Regions from separate parts of the Capsicum annuum genome. Here region 1 is linked to region 2. Evidence: chromatin contacts called from public Hi-C data. All regions are on one chromosome and are shown on one strand. The core of a region is the stretch at or near the end of the contact, and the rest is flanking DNA. Distances in the headings are between cores, read along the strand shown. Region 1 overlaps LOC107838845 (long chain base biosynthesis protein 1). Region 2 holds the start of LOC107838895 (calcineurin-binding protein 1).

Region 1 (3,511 bases), core at 341-2,840, 100 kb before region 2:
TATCCTCATATGGAATTATCCAATTGCAGGCTGACAAGATAGATATAATAACTGCGGCAATGGGACATGCATTGGCCACAGAAGGTGGGTTTTGCACTGGGAATGCTAGAGTCATTGATCACCAGGTACTAAGGTGTACTCTATCCACCAGTTTATCTTCAAGTCCCAATAAGTCCATGTTCATGATTTTCATTTCTTGCACTTGTGTCTCTTTATATTTTCCACCCATCTTTTGTTAATGATTTATTTTGCCTGCATTGGCAGCGTCTCAGTAGTTCTGGTTATGTCTTCTCTGCTTCACTGCCTCCTTACTTAGCTAGTGCTGCAATTAAGGCTATTGATATTGTGGAAGAAAAAACTGAACTTCTTGTCAAACTGAGGCAAAATATTGCTATGCTGACTAAAGGTCTTTGTCCCATACCAATTATCTTCTTTTTTTTAACTCCCTTATCCCCGTTATGCGAGCCTGAAGAAACATATTTTTTTGTGTAACTGCAGGTCTATCGGATATAAAAGGCTTAGAAATAGTCAATGATCTGCTCTCCCCCATTATATTCCTTACATTAAAGAAGACCACTGGTTCTTCAATGGGTGATTTACAAGTGCTTGAAGATATAGCTGATCATGTAAGTAAGTCAGCTTAATGCTCGTTACTTTGCCATATATAGTTTTGAACTCATCAGCTAGAGTTACCTCACGAGTTTGTTTTTGTGCAACAACTTAATACTCTGTAGGTCTTGAAGGAAGATTCTGTCTTTATTGTGACTTCAAAGAGATCAACTCTTGATAAATGTAAGCTTCCTGTTGGAATTAGATTATTTGTCTCAGCAGCTCATTCAGAATCTGATCTGGCGAAAGCGAGCAAATCCTTGAAACGAGCAGCAGCATCACTATTGCCAGTTCAGGATTGATAAAGATTTACTGATTTGCTCGTCGAAGAGGCCAGCGTCAAAGAATCCGTCCTTCATCAATGTCTGTATATATTGCATTTGTTTTGCCCTTGCTGGTCTTTCAATTTTCCACATTAAAGCTATCGAAGGATCTAAATATTGTTGAGATTGCACGATCACAGTTGTTGATTCACTACTATAGAAATTCTTTTGTCCAAGATTTTGCTTTCATGACCTATTTCATAATTTGTTTATAATGGAAAGAAGAAGAGAAAGTGCAAGGTGGTTAGTAGTAGTTGAATATTTGAATGTATAGACAGTATTTGTCTCTACTTTGTTGGAGTAAGAATTATGAATTGATTTTTGTTGAGTTGAAGATATAGAAAGTGGTGTTTGTGATTCTATGTACAAGACCAAGTGAGTACAACTTCTTGTGCATCTGGTACATATTGCGTTTTGTATTTTCTGGATCAAGTCCTCAAAAACAAAACGAAATATTGTCTATTATCCTTTTCAATCTAAAAGAATATTGTGATATAAGATAACTCACTTTTTTTTTTTCATGATATGACACGTAAAACTTTTTAGGCTGTGAATTGTGACCTCAAGCAGACAGCGGAAAAAAGAGGCATAACACCGTTTGTTTGAGTTTTTACAAAATTGATTTTGCAAACTCAAGTTTTTCTTCTTCTTTTTTCTTGTGAAAAATGAAAACGATGGAGGATTTTCTGAAAAAAATAACTAGTTTCTTATTGAAGATTATTTCCAACAAAACTTTCAATAATTCAAAACTAATTTGTTCAAGCAAATATCGACTCACATTATGTATGGCTATTTTTATCTATGTGCGATTCATTTCTAGCTATTTTTATAGTTTCTTCAATGAAGGAAAAAGTAATGTGCAACATGAGAAGATTTGATAGGAGATATTTTAAAAACTCAATTGAAAAAAGAGAGACTATTTTGTTTTTGGATTTATTTTTTTGTGTTTGGAGAGAATTTGTGGGTCATGGGTCAATTTATAAATTTTAAAAAGTTATTGTCACCCCTATTTTTGAAATATTTTTTTGGGTTAAAATTCATAAATAGCATACTTAAGACCATAATTATGAGATTCATAGCAACACTTTCATAATTACTTAAACTAGCAACTTGTATTTTGTATTTGAACAAACTGTTGTTATAAAAATACATATACAAATCGTTTTACTGCCTATATTTAACTCAAATCAGTTGAGTTAAATATGATATAATTAGCCATAAATTAAATGTGGAGATTCCTTTTTGATTAAAACCTCTTAATTAACATGGTTTTCGTTATTTGTTACCAACTGAAATCACAATTCAAATTTCAGTTTCACATTATCATTTTCATCCCCCAAAAAATCAATATCAAATTCAACTGAAACTTCTTCTGTTCAATATCTTCGAAAATTCAAATTAAACCATTACTTTTGTTGAAGGTATTTAATCGTAATATTGTTTTCTTATATGAATTTCATCAGTTGTTTGAAATTGATAAAAAAATTTCGTTCTAACTTTTTTTTTGAACCATTACTGTTATTTCTTTCAAATTTTTTTGAGTCATTACTGATGTTTCATTCAAATATAGTGATCAAAATCGATTTTTCGTTAAATTATTTTTGAATATTTTGAGCCATTAACGATTTTTCGTCAGAGTGATCAAAATCAATTTTCCGTTACGTTGTACAATTTAACAATTTATTTCATTAAATTGTTTTTGAATATTTTATAAACGAATTTCAAAAAAAAAAAAGTAATGCAACAGTAAATTGAACTGATCAAACAATATAGTGATCAAAATCGATTTTTCAAGCTGCTCAAACTCAATTTTTTTTTCACTTCTTTTTTTTTGTTTTTTTCTTTTTCTATTTTTATTATTTTCGTTTTTTTACTCTTTTATCTCTAACTTTTATTTTGAAAAGACAAATATGTATATCACATACACATATTCAAAAAATATATAAAATATATAGCCATACAGATCTGGATATGTATTTACAGTATAAAATATACATATGTATTTACAAAAATATATATCTCACTCATAAGTATATATAAACATATAAGACACAAAATCTCTATAATAAAAAGGATAACTATATATATATATACATATAAGTAATCAAAAAATACATGATACATATCCTATATGTTTATATATACATGCGAGTCAGATATGTCTTTCTATAAATACATATGCAGATATATATGTATGTTTTTTACCGTAAATAAATATGCAGATCTATATGTCTATTTATTTTGTATATTTTTTGAATATATATATGTGATATAGATATTTGTCTTTTAAAAATAAAAAATAGAAATAGAAGAGTAAAAAACTGAAAAAAAAGACAAACGAAAAATAAAAAACTGAAAAAAAAAAGGTGAAAAGGGAAAAAAAAAAAGAAAGAGGAATAGAAACTAGAAATAGAAGTGTAAAAGCAAAAGCGAAAAAAAAAAAAGGAAAAAAAAGAAGAAAACGAAAAAAAATATGAGAAAGGAAAAAATAGGAAAACGAAAAAGAAAAATATGAAAAGGAAAAAAGGGAGAAGAGAAGTAGAAGAGAAAAAATAAAGTGGAAAGAAAAAAAAATTAAA
Region 2 (3,521 bases), core at 623-3,122:
GAGGATCCGAATTCTACATTAATTTAAGCATGCTGACGTAGAAACATTTATCAAGTGACATGAAATGATGCATCTTGATAAGTATAACACTTATTTGATTTGCAGTCCAGACACTTGAAAATGTCATAGATGAAATGTTGAATATTGTCACTTGACAAAATTTACATGAAAACTTGTTCAAGAATTCAAAATGTTTGAAAATATAAAAGTTTCTGGGAAACTTATCTATAATCCTTATATGGCATAAATCTATAACTTGAAAATTATTGAAACTCTTGGAGAGTTTTCAAAAGCAGTAGATAATTTGCTGACATGAGAAATACACTGAATTGAATTGGTTATGCAGTACAATATCTTAGTGCAATTGATGTACTAATGTATCTTGCAAATACTACAAGGCCGATATTGCCCTTTTCAGTTAATTTGTTAGCAAGGTATAATTTCGCTCCTACTAGGAGACATCGAAATGGGATCAAACACATGATCTTATTTTATTCTAAAGATTGCAGTCCTGATCTTGTTGATCATGCTATCTCAAACATGCAATGTGTTGACATGTGAGGTTACTACCATATCTTAGAGATATACAAGCGGTCTATCTAGCACTTCATCAAATCATGCCGAGCTAATAGTTATTCATGAAGTAAGCTGAGAATATGTTTGGTTGAGGTCCACGATACATCTCATTCGAGAAAAATATTGTTTGAAATGTGACAATGTACCCATAAGTTTATACGAAGATAATGCAACATGCATAACATATCTTCAAGGAGGATTTATTAAAAGGAGATAGAATGAAGCACACTTCATCAAGGTTTTTCTATACATACGAGCTACAAAAGAATGATAATATTAATGTTCAACAGATTCGTTCGAGTAACAATATAACTGATTTATTCATCAAGTCTCTTTCAACTATAACTTTCAAGAAGATAATGTACAAGATCGGGATGCAAAGATTCAAGTCATTAAACTGAAGTTCCCATCAAGGGAGTAAAATACGCGTTGTACTCTTTTTTTTCTTAACCAAGGTTTTGTCCCAATCGGATTTTCTTGGTAAGGTTTTTAATGAGGCAACACTAAAGGAATATTACAAGATGTGTGTATTCTTTTTTCCTTCTTTGGGCTTTTTCCCATTGAGTTTTCTTAGTAAGATTTTAACGAGACATATTATCTCTTAATTGACATCCAAGAAGGAGTGTTATATTATATGGATGATATCATGTAACATGTATATGTTTGAAATATTAGAGATAGTAGTCAAGTTGGATTTGAAGACCAAAACATTCCTTGTTAAATTTGGATTTGAAAACCTAAAATAGTTGGCCAACTTGAAATCAAGTTTGACAAGCTTAGAAACTAAGTTTGGTGTCTATAAATAGCCACCATTTGTACATTTTATTGAGACATCAAAGTAATAACAAATGCACTATTAAGGTTCTCTTATTTCCTTAAATTTGATATTTTGACTTTATTTTATACCATTTTTTTTAAAGTTATTTTTTTATTTTATTTTAAAATGAAAAAATAAAAGGGTCTTTGGATTAAAAGGGACAAACAAGTTGTCCAATTAAGTGAGGGTCCTTCAAGTTTTTAAAATTAGGTGGGAGAGACAATTTTTTTTTGAGTTTTTTTCGTTCCACTAACTTCTCCTAATTGTTCAAAAGTATTAAAATTGTTCGATAACCGTGCTAAATTATTCAATAACTAAATAAAGTTGTTCGATAATTGGGAGAAATTGTTCAACAACTGTAAAGTTGTTGAGAGAACTAATACAGAAGTTGTTGAGAGAACTAATACAGTTTTTCAAGAGACTTAACATTTTCAAAGGGGACAAGTTGTGGGATCCACTTCTTGTTTTAATTGAAAACTTGGAGGTCTTTGGATTCATTTTTCTCAAAATAAAAGTACACCATTTTGATCATTGAAAAAGGCTGTTAGCCAAATTTTCTCTCCTTCAATTTTCTCGGGACTCTTGAATGGCAAAAATCCATGAGTAGAGTTCAACCGGGCTCATAGTTGTTGCGATAATGGTAAGCTATGAACAATTCAAACAAAATTAACTGGTCGCTGTATATCTATTGATCATTTTTCAACTGTTTGTTTGCTTTTGGGTTTCAGTTTTCGATTGCGGCCATCAACGATACAGAATCAATAAGCCAATGGGAACCTTTAGCCCCTACCAAAGAAGCCCAGGTATACAAACAAACTTCTGCAGTTGTGTTCTTGTTCTTGCTTTCAGTACCCTAATAAAAACAAAAAAAAGTCCTTTTTCCCACTGAATGTTTAATTGATTATATATTCCTCTATAAAGCATTTAAAATTTGAGAAAGGTAGTTGCTTTTAAGCATTATAATACATTTCATCTCCACTAATTCTACGGGATACCTACCATTGCCCACCAGCATCAAACTCGGTAACTCTATCCACCAAGTCTAGAACAAATGGGAAGAAATCATCTATTGTTTTGTCTCCGCTGGATTTGAACCTGAGACTTGAGACCTCATGGTGCTCGACCCACTTCATTTTCACACCCTTGCGTGCAATTATCTCTCTTTTTTTCTTTTCCCTCTTCCTTAATAGTTGGCGATTCTATACTCTGCGTGCAATATTGTGATAACTTGTTTCTTATATGGATGATACTTTTCTACAAGTTTTATTGTTTTACTTTGATGAAGAGAAAGCAGGGAGGAACTATTTTGATTTCTCTCTTTTTACTATGGATTTGTGATTTGGGTTTTGCAGGAATTTCATTTATCACAAACTTACCATGAAGGACTTTTGAAACTGGATGCTAAAGACTACAAAAAGGCTCGTGAGCTTTTGGAGTCTGTATTAAAGGATCCTCTGGTTGCAAATTCACAGGTACATGCTGATAGTTACCTTGGAATCACCATCTTTTCTGCCACGTCCTTACTAATGGTTATTTTTGTTCTTCTTCTTCTTCTTCTTCTTCTTCTTATTTTTGTATTTTCATTATAGGTGGATAGTAATTCTAGTGATGGTCATCTTTTGCAGCTCAGGTGTGATTGAGGCCTAACTTCTTGCTCGAACTTCTGGTTCTGATTTTGTTGTAATTTCTTCTCGTACTTGCTTGTTCCTGGCTACTACTTCTCTAGTAATCTAGAGTAGCTAATGAACTACCATCTCTTCTTGCTGGCTTTAGAACATTCTCTATATAATTTTCCCTTTCATTTAAAACTGAAGCCAATTTATTGCTCTTTCCCTCTGTCATTGGTTGTCGAAATTTCGCGTTATTGTTAGTGCTAGACTATATTTAATTGAAGATCTTAAAGATATCTAAAAGCAGGGCGGATCTATTAAGAGAGTTGAGGGTGCCACGCCACCCACAAACTTCGACGGAAGCTCTCTCTATATATACACATATATACACGGATATAGTCAAATAATTAACATGCCACCCCCAAGACTGAAGTGTTGTTTGGTCCGAGTGGCAAAGTGTCACATTTGCTCGGCTGGCAACCTTACTTTTTCCCTTAATTTTAGGCTGAAGTGAAGCC

Evidence for each region. Hi-C and Micro-C count contacts between places; a contact is called where the count stands out from the background.
Region 1: a contact with region 2 is called in a Hi-C map of leaf, with 4 times the contacts expected there. The contact joins the enhancer-like site here to the promoter of LOC107838895 in region 2. A contact is called at or near these places in 2 of 5 Hi-C or Micro-C datasets (both in leaf).

The regions. Positions count from the first base shown.
Region 1 is chr8:91,428,405-91,431,915 of UCD10Xv1.1, reverse strand. It overlaps LOC107838845 (long chain base biosynthesis protein 1), which reads left to right. Exons shown (of 13, transcript XM_016682081.2): 10 at 30-125; 11 at 265-406; 12 at 499-626; 13 at 735-1,294. The coding sequence ends at 911. Among protein-coding and RNA genes, the nearest start is that of LOC107838845, 13 kb to the left of the region's middle. Within about 2 kb of position 1,590, at least 1 of the 5 cell types and tissues checked has an H3K27ac peak or open chromatin away from gene starts, as enhancers often do. A contact at or near this core is called in leaf, where this site is marked.
Region 2 is chr8:91,324,312-91,327,832 of UCD10Xv1.1, reverse strand. It overlaps LOC107838895 (calcineurin-binding protein 1), which reads left to right and starts at 1,872. Exons shown (of 19, transcript XM_016682141.2): 1 at 1,872-2,033; 2 at 2,122-2,196; 3 at 2,746-2,865; 4 at 2,983-3,023. The coding sequence starts at 2,031.